Regions from separate parts of the Rattus norvegicus genome. Here region 1 is linked to region 2. The links are chromatin contacts, called in public Hi-C maps. All regions are on one chromosome and are shown on one strand. Each heading gives the region's core, a stretch centred on a gene start, on an enhancer-like site or on the middle of the called end of the contact. The rest is flanking DNA. Distances are from core to core; before and after follow the strand shown. Region 1 holds the start of Bicd2 (BICD cargo adaptor 2). Region 2 has its middle 11 kb from the start of Rps12l8.

Region 1 (3,467 bases), core at 216-2,715, 51 kb after region 2:
CACCCGAGAGCAGAACTGAGTCTGACAGGGAAGGGAAACCATTTAGATAATCCAAAAAGCTACCTGTGTGGCCCACATCAGGCCTTTCTAAATGCAGAGCACTCAGAGCAATACTTGTGGGTTGGCAAAGCTGTATTCCTACTTTGCAGAGCTGGAAGCTAAGGTTTGAGGAGAGCTTGCCCATGGCTCACCCATAGCTCACCCATAAGCAATAAGGGGGGGTTGGTCCAAACTCAAGTGTGTCCCTCTTCCAGAAAGCATTTCCCCGACAGTCTCCAGAACACGGCTGGGGAGTCAAGACGGATGGGAGAGTCACTAACACTTAAATCATCCCAGAAAGCTTACCCAGGTCCCTCCTACTGCATCCCCCCCCCCCTCAAGCTCTTAGCCAGCCTGGGGGGTCCAACCTCTCTCCCTACAGTGGGATGACACAAAGCACCAGGTTCCGACAGAAGGAACGCAGACTCCAGGGCGACAGGCAGGGCCTAGGAGACCGAGCAAGACAGGAAGCGGTCGATGGAAGCCATGCTTCCCAGTAGTGGGTGCACCATTAATGAGATTGGGGGGGGGGGGGGGGAAGCAGCTGACTGAGCCAGAGCTAAGTCACACTGATGCGATGGATACTGGGAAAGCCGGCCTGTCAAGGGTCATGGGCAATCAGGAGCTGCGACTCACTGTATCCATCCCTTCCCAGCCTCAGGCAGTCATGAAACCAGATGAACAGCACAGAAAGCAGCTGCTCCAAAAAGGGGGGCAGTGATTTGCTTGAAGATGACAGACTGTGGTCAACCAGCCCCAGGCTCAGCCTTACCAAGGGGGTCACTTTCACGGACAGCCTCAGCTGTAAGGGCATCGTCTGCTCCCCCGCCGCCTACACAGACACACCCAAGGCAGCAATAACCATAGCAGGACATCAGTCCTCAACGAAAGGACTATTAAGGCCTGCAGAGAAAACTAGCGGGTACGTGGAGCTGCAGGGAGCCTAGACCCCAGCAGCAGGGCACGGGGCCGAGCATGGTCACTCTCCGTCACTGCCTTGGACCACAACTCTAGGTCTTCTGCCCCACCCCTGGTACCTCCCACCACTGGGCAGGATGACCTCAGAGCCCCAGGCAGGGGTCGCAGCCGGCCACTACCTCTTTGAGCTGCTCCATCTCGCTGCGGATGGCCTCATAGTCCACCTCGAGCTCCTCGAACTGCAGCTTGAGCTGGTGCTTCTCCTCAAGCACCGCCAGTCCATACTCGGCCGCCTGGATCTTCTCACGCGTGGTTTCGGCCAGCTCGTGGGACAGTCGCTTCACCTCGGCGCGCAGCCACTCCGGCTGCGCCTCCATCACCAGACGCGCATACTCCTCCTCCTCCGACGGCGCGGACATGGTGGCCGCGCGCCGAGGCCCGCTCCCACCTTGGCTCCCACAAGCCGGGCCCTCTTAGCCGCCGCCGCCGCCGCCCAGCCCCGACGGCCGCCCGCGCCGCCGCACTGCTCCTCCCTGACGCGCGGGGAACACTGGGGGCTGCAGTCCCACTGAGCATGGACTACATAACCCGCAGTCCCTTGCGCCCACCTGGTCTGAGGCTGTGATTGGTCTAAATCTCAAGGGGGCATGAGCCTAAAGAGACGCAAAGCTACGTCTCCCTTAGCATTGTGGGAGATGTAGTCCTACTGTGCGCTCACTGCTTGGCCTGTTGTGTGCCGCGCCTGCCTGGCTTCAATCGGTGATTGGCCGGCGCCGCTGACGTGACAGCAGTAAGGGTGCCACCGACCCCAGCCCAAGGACCCCGCAGCCACCCGGAGAACCTCCAGCCTTGTGCTCCTATCCTTTCTAGAGTAAGGCGATCTGAGCTGTGGAGACTACGAATAAGATTCGCGTCCTACAACGTCAGAGCCTGGTTGGTGAGACTGTGTGGCGCGCGCTCTATGCGGGATTTGAATGACTTGTGGCGGGCCGCGGGCACTGCCAAAAGGATGCCAACAACCTGACGCTAGGGGCTCAGCGGAGCCCAAACCCGGATACTACTTCCTTCCTCTTGTCCCTTTGTCCGTTAGGATATTCTTTCATAGAAATGAAAGCACCTCCGTGAGCATAATGTCATAGGTGTGTTTAAATGTTGTCTGTCCCCGATTTTCGGCGGGACATGGCTGTACTCTTCACTGTATGTCTAAATAAAAGTTCCCTCCTCGCATGGTGATTTGGATATAACAAGCTTATTCCTCTTCTCACTGCACACCCTCCGCCCCCGCAACACCACACCCTACAGCTGCGGACCACCATAAAACATAGAGGTCAGCTGGAGAGAAGGCTCAGAGGATAAAGCTCTTGCTCAGCAAGAGCAAGGACCTATATTTGCACCCCCAGAGCCCACATAAAGCACAGTCTATAATCCCAATGTTCCCAAGGCAAGATGGGAGGTGGAGATTGGAGAATCCCCTGAAGTTAGACTAGTGCATGAAGTTGGGGGTGGGGGTGGGGAACTAAGATAACCGGCCTCAAACAAGATGCAAGACAAAGACTGACAACTAGATCTGGCCCTCTGATTCCCAGTGCACGTGGGGCCTGTGTGTACCCACAGGAATATGAACCCACTTCACCATACACACACACGCACACACACGATTAAAAGAAAATCTAGGGCCAACACAAGAATTGTGTAGTAAATAAACTTTGTGTGGTGGAGCACACCTTTAATCCCACCACTTGGGAGACAAAGGTAGAAGGATTTCAAGGCCAGCCTGATCTATATATGAAGTTCCAAGCCAGCCAGGACTAAATAGAGAGACCCTGTCTCAAAAACAAGAGAGAGTTGTATAAATACACGTGTTGTTACCTTTTCTCTTGAGCCAACCAGCTTAATTTGCTAGGAGAGTCCTGGCTCTACACTGAGGCCCATATATCAGGCCCACAAAGCTCTTCACACTAAGTGAGGGAGGATGTTTTGGAACAAACCTTGCTCCAACAAGGACAGAGCTCTTCAGTACCTGCACCTATCCTGGCTGCCTGGGAACCTCTCCACCCTGACCTGAACCTATGAGGCAGGTGTGAGTAGGGAGGGAGAGAGCCATGAGTTTCTACTGAGAACCTGACCAGGGAACTTTGAACTTGAAGATAAAGGTGATCCCAGGCACATTGGGGAGACAAATGGTGGGTCACAATCATTGTAGGCTTCCTTCAGCAGGGACAGTGCCAGCCAGCTAAGTTAGGGTTCCGAAGAAGGTTTCTAGGATCTCGTTGTCACTGGTAGAAGTGTGGCAACCAGGAAATACTTCTCTGAGGAGGTGACACCAGAGAGAGATCCAGAGGACTCCACATTCAAGGATGATGAGGGTGGACACCCCCCCCTACACTTGAAGATGAGAGACCCCCTTTTTAGCGCTCCCTGCGTCAGTCTTTTTTTTTTAATATTTTTTTAAAGATTTATTCATTTATTATATATAAGTACACTGTAGCTGTCTTCAGATACACCAGAAG
Region 2 (3,388 bases), core at 835-3,334:
ATCTGTGCACGTAGCAGGTTGAGACGGGAGGACTGAGTTCCAGGCCAGCCTCGACTACCTAGCAAGATCCTATCTAAAAATGAAAAGTCATGTGATAGTGAGCTTTTGGTTAAAGTTACAAAATGTCTCAGGTAATTAAAAAGGGTTCAAGATTTTACAAGTTTTAGCTCATGTCTTGTGTCTTCTGCTTTTCTGTCTGCCGTGAGGTGGAACATCATGGCCAGAGCAGAGAGTGAGGTAAAACTGCTTACCTCATCAGTCAGGGAACAAAAAGCCAAGATGAAAGGACAGTGTTGTCATGGTCCCCTGCTTGTCGCCACAGTCACCGGTGGGGACATATCAGATGACTCAAAATCCACTCACAAGACCCCAGTTCACAAAGGCTCTACACCCTGTGACTTTGGGACACACACACACACACACACACACACACACACACACACACACACACACAGCAGCCAAAGCCTGACCAAGCTCTTCTCGGTGCCTAGGTGCCTTCCCACAGTTCAGAAGCAACAGGAGTCATCATAGAAACCAGCTTCCAGCTGTTTACAAAAGCACTATAACCACCACAGAGGAACCCTCGTGCCTCCCCCTAATGTAAAACTAGCATTATCTGAATCAAGCTGTGGAAACCACTCAGTACTCCAGGTCAGAAGAAGACCAAGGAGGAAGCCAGATCCCAGGCAGCCCCCAGTGAGAAAGGCCAATAACCTGGACTTCTGAGGGGCCGGGGGAGGGGGGGCTTAGCACAGGAGGAAGACGTCCATTGTGATACTTTCTCAAAGCCCCCACTGTGGAGGGTCTGATCTGAGGGCCAGGATGTAGCGTTGGCCTGCAGTTGGAGCTGAAGGAGACTTCTAGCCTGTCTCCAGTTTCACAAGTTCCGACAAGCAAGCTTTGGGCTTCAGTAAGAAGCTCGTGGAACCAATGGGAACAGCTTGTTCTAGGGTCATTTTAAACTTCTAGCATTTCATCACAGAAGCGCACCCCAGTGAGCTTGCATGGTCACCGGCGAGCTCATAAGCAAGTAGATTTTCTTGTTAGAATAAATAATGGTCTAAGTCTTTGAGTAGATTTTCTCTTTTATTGCTTTTGAGTGGAATTCTGGGGGTAAGCTGGATTTGGAATGCACATCTTGTTTGTTATTCAAGACACAGAGGTAGATGGATTACTAAGAGTCCTAGGCCAGCCTGAGCTACATAAATAGCAGATTTGTATGTATCTCAAAGAAAGGAAGGAAGAAAGAAAAGAAGGAAGGAAGGAAAGGAGGGAGGGAGGGAGGGAGGGAGGGAGGGAGGGAGGGAGGGAGGAAGGAAAAGCCTAGCTGGTTGTGATGGTACATGCCTGTAATTTCAGCGCTGGGAAGACAGAAGCAGGAGAATCAGAAGTCCAAAGTCACCTTGGCTACATACTGAGCCCGAAGCCAGCCCGGGCTACTTTAGAACCTGTTTCAAAAAAAAAAAAAAATTATAGACATAGAAACTTCTGGGTCTTTTTTTTACTGTGTATGCATGACACATGCACTTGATGTGTTGGTGGACAGGTACTTTTCGGCAGTGCACCTAGGGGTCTAAAGACAACTTTGAGAGTGCATGCATGTGTCTGGCGTTTATATGTTTGGTATGTGTATATGTGTACCTGGTGACGGTGTGTGATGTGTGTATGCGGTGCACATGTGTGTGGTGGGTGTCTGTTTTGCTTTGATAATGTCATTTAGGTACTTATGTTTTGAATTGCATTTTCTTCCTGACAGATTTACTCAAGAATCTCACCCAACTTTAAATCGGGTTGTTTGTGAGATCCTGATTAACCAAATGGACAAGGTCCAGAAAGACCATCTATAAAAATGGAACTTTGACCCCACCCACAGCGACCTGAACAGGAAGGCAACCCTTATCTGTAGAAACCAGCCAAGGAGGGCAGCTGTGTGGGCAGCCTACAGGAAGCAGGACGCTATCTCTAGGGACTCCTGGGAAGCTAAATATTAACCTCTAGAACAATCAGTCCCAAACACCAGGACCTGATCAATAGCCTGCTTCCAACTTAGGACCAACCAGAAAGCCAAATACACTCCCGTCTCTAATCCAACCTCCCTAACCACAGCCTCCAAGCCATTGCCCTCCCACCAGCAAGCCTCCTCCTCTCCTTTGCCTTCCAGTCTTTGTTCAGTGCAAGGGCCCTCCCCCTGAGGGGAGGTTCTGAGCGGCAGTCTCTGCTCTTCACAGTCTGCAGTCTTCAACACCTTCATCTTACTGTTGACCTAGAGAGTCAAGATGGCTCTGCGGGGAAAGGCACTTGGTATCAAACCTGATGACCTGAGTTCAATTCCCAGGACCCCCAAAAGTTGTCCTCTGACCTCCACGTGCACACTGTGGGGGACTCACCCACTGTTTAGAAGTTCTGGGACTAGGCTGTGTATCTCAGTTGGTAGAATGCTTACGGTCCCCATCACTGCATAGAACACATGTGGTGGAGCATGCCTGTATTCCAGGACTTGGAAGGTGTAGCATGGGAATCAGGAGTTCTAGTTCCGGGACACACTGGGCTACGTGAGACTGTCTCAAAAAAAAGGCGAAATAGAGAAATAATGCTTTATATATCTGGTTACTACTCATCTACGTACCTATCAGATATACAAAAAACAAACAAAACAAACAAACAAAAAAAACCTTTTTTCTCCTAGCAATTGCTTTGTCTTCAGCAATTGAGAGCACTGACTGCTCTTCCAGAGGTCCTGAGTTCAATTCCCAGTAACCACATGGCGGCTCACAACTTCTGCAATGGGATCTGGAGCCCTCTTCTGGTGTGTCTGAAGACAGCTATGGTGTAGTCATACAAATAAAACAAATAAATATATAAAAATAAATAAAGAACTCATTAAAAACTTTTAAACTTTTGAATTGTTCTTTTGTTTCCTGAGTGTCTGCCTGTGTGTGCGTCTGTGTGCCGTGTACATGCTTAGTGTCCCCAGAGGTCAGATCAGGCCATTGGATCCCCTGGATCTGGAGCTACTGATGGTTGTGAGCCACCGTGTGGGTGCTGGGAATCCTATCAGGTCCTCTGCAAGAGCAACAAGTGCTCGTGACCACAAAGCCATCTCTCCAGGCCTAGATTCCTTTTAAAAGATTTAATTATGGGGGTTGGGGATTTAGCTCAGTGGTAGAGCGCTTGCCTAGGAAGCGCAAGGCCCTGGGTTCAGTCCCCAGCTCCGAAAAAAAAAAAAAAACAACAAAAAAAAAAGATTTAATTATGTGCATATGTATATCTCTGTGTGGACACACATGTGCACACTCGCGCGCACACACACACACACACACACACACACACACACACACACACACCTGTGCAGTGACCATGGAGTCCAGGAGAGGGCAACAGATGCCCT

The links. A called contact is a pair of places that touch in the nucleus more often than the background predicts.
Region 1: a Hi-C map of hepatocytes shows a contact between it and region 2, with 1.8 times the contacts expected there. The contact joins the promoter of Bicd2 here to the enhancer-like site in region 2. A contact is called at or near these places in 12 of 12 Hi-C or Micro-C datasets (the A7r5 cell line, the Rat2 cell line, Schwann cells and 7 more) and 1 of 1 datasets of contacts at active chromatin or transcription factors (oligodendrocytes).

Annotation. Positions count from the first base shown.
Region 1 is chr17:15,509,840-15,513,306 of GRCr8, forward strand. It overlaps Bicd2 (BICD cargo adaptor 2), which reads right to left and starts at 1,466. Exons shown (of 7, transcript NM_001033674.2): 1 at 1,137-1,466. The coding sequence starts at 1,376.
Region 2 is chr17:15,458,502-15,461,889 of GRCr8, forward strand. It overlaps a transcript of Bicd2 not described here. Among named protein-coding and RNA genes, the nearest start is that of Rps12l8, 11 kb to the left of the region's middle. Within about 2 kb of position 2,085, at least 5 of the 93 cell types and tissues checked have an H3K27ac peak or open chromatin away from gene starts, as enhancers often do. A contact at or near this core is called in hepatocytes, where this site is marked.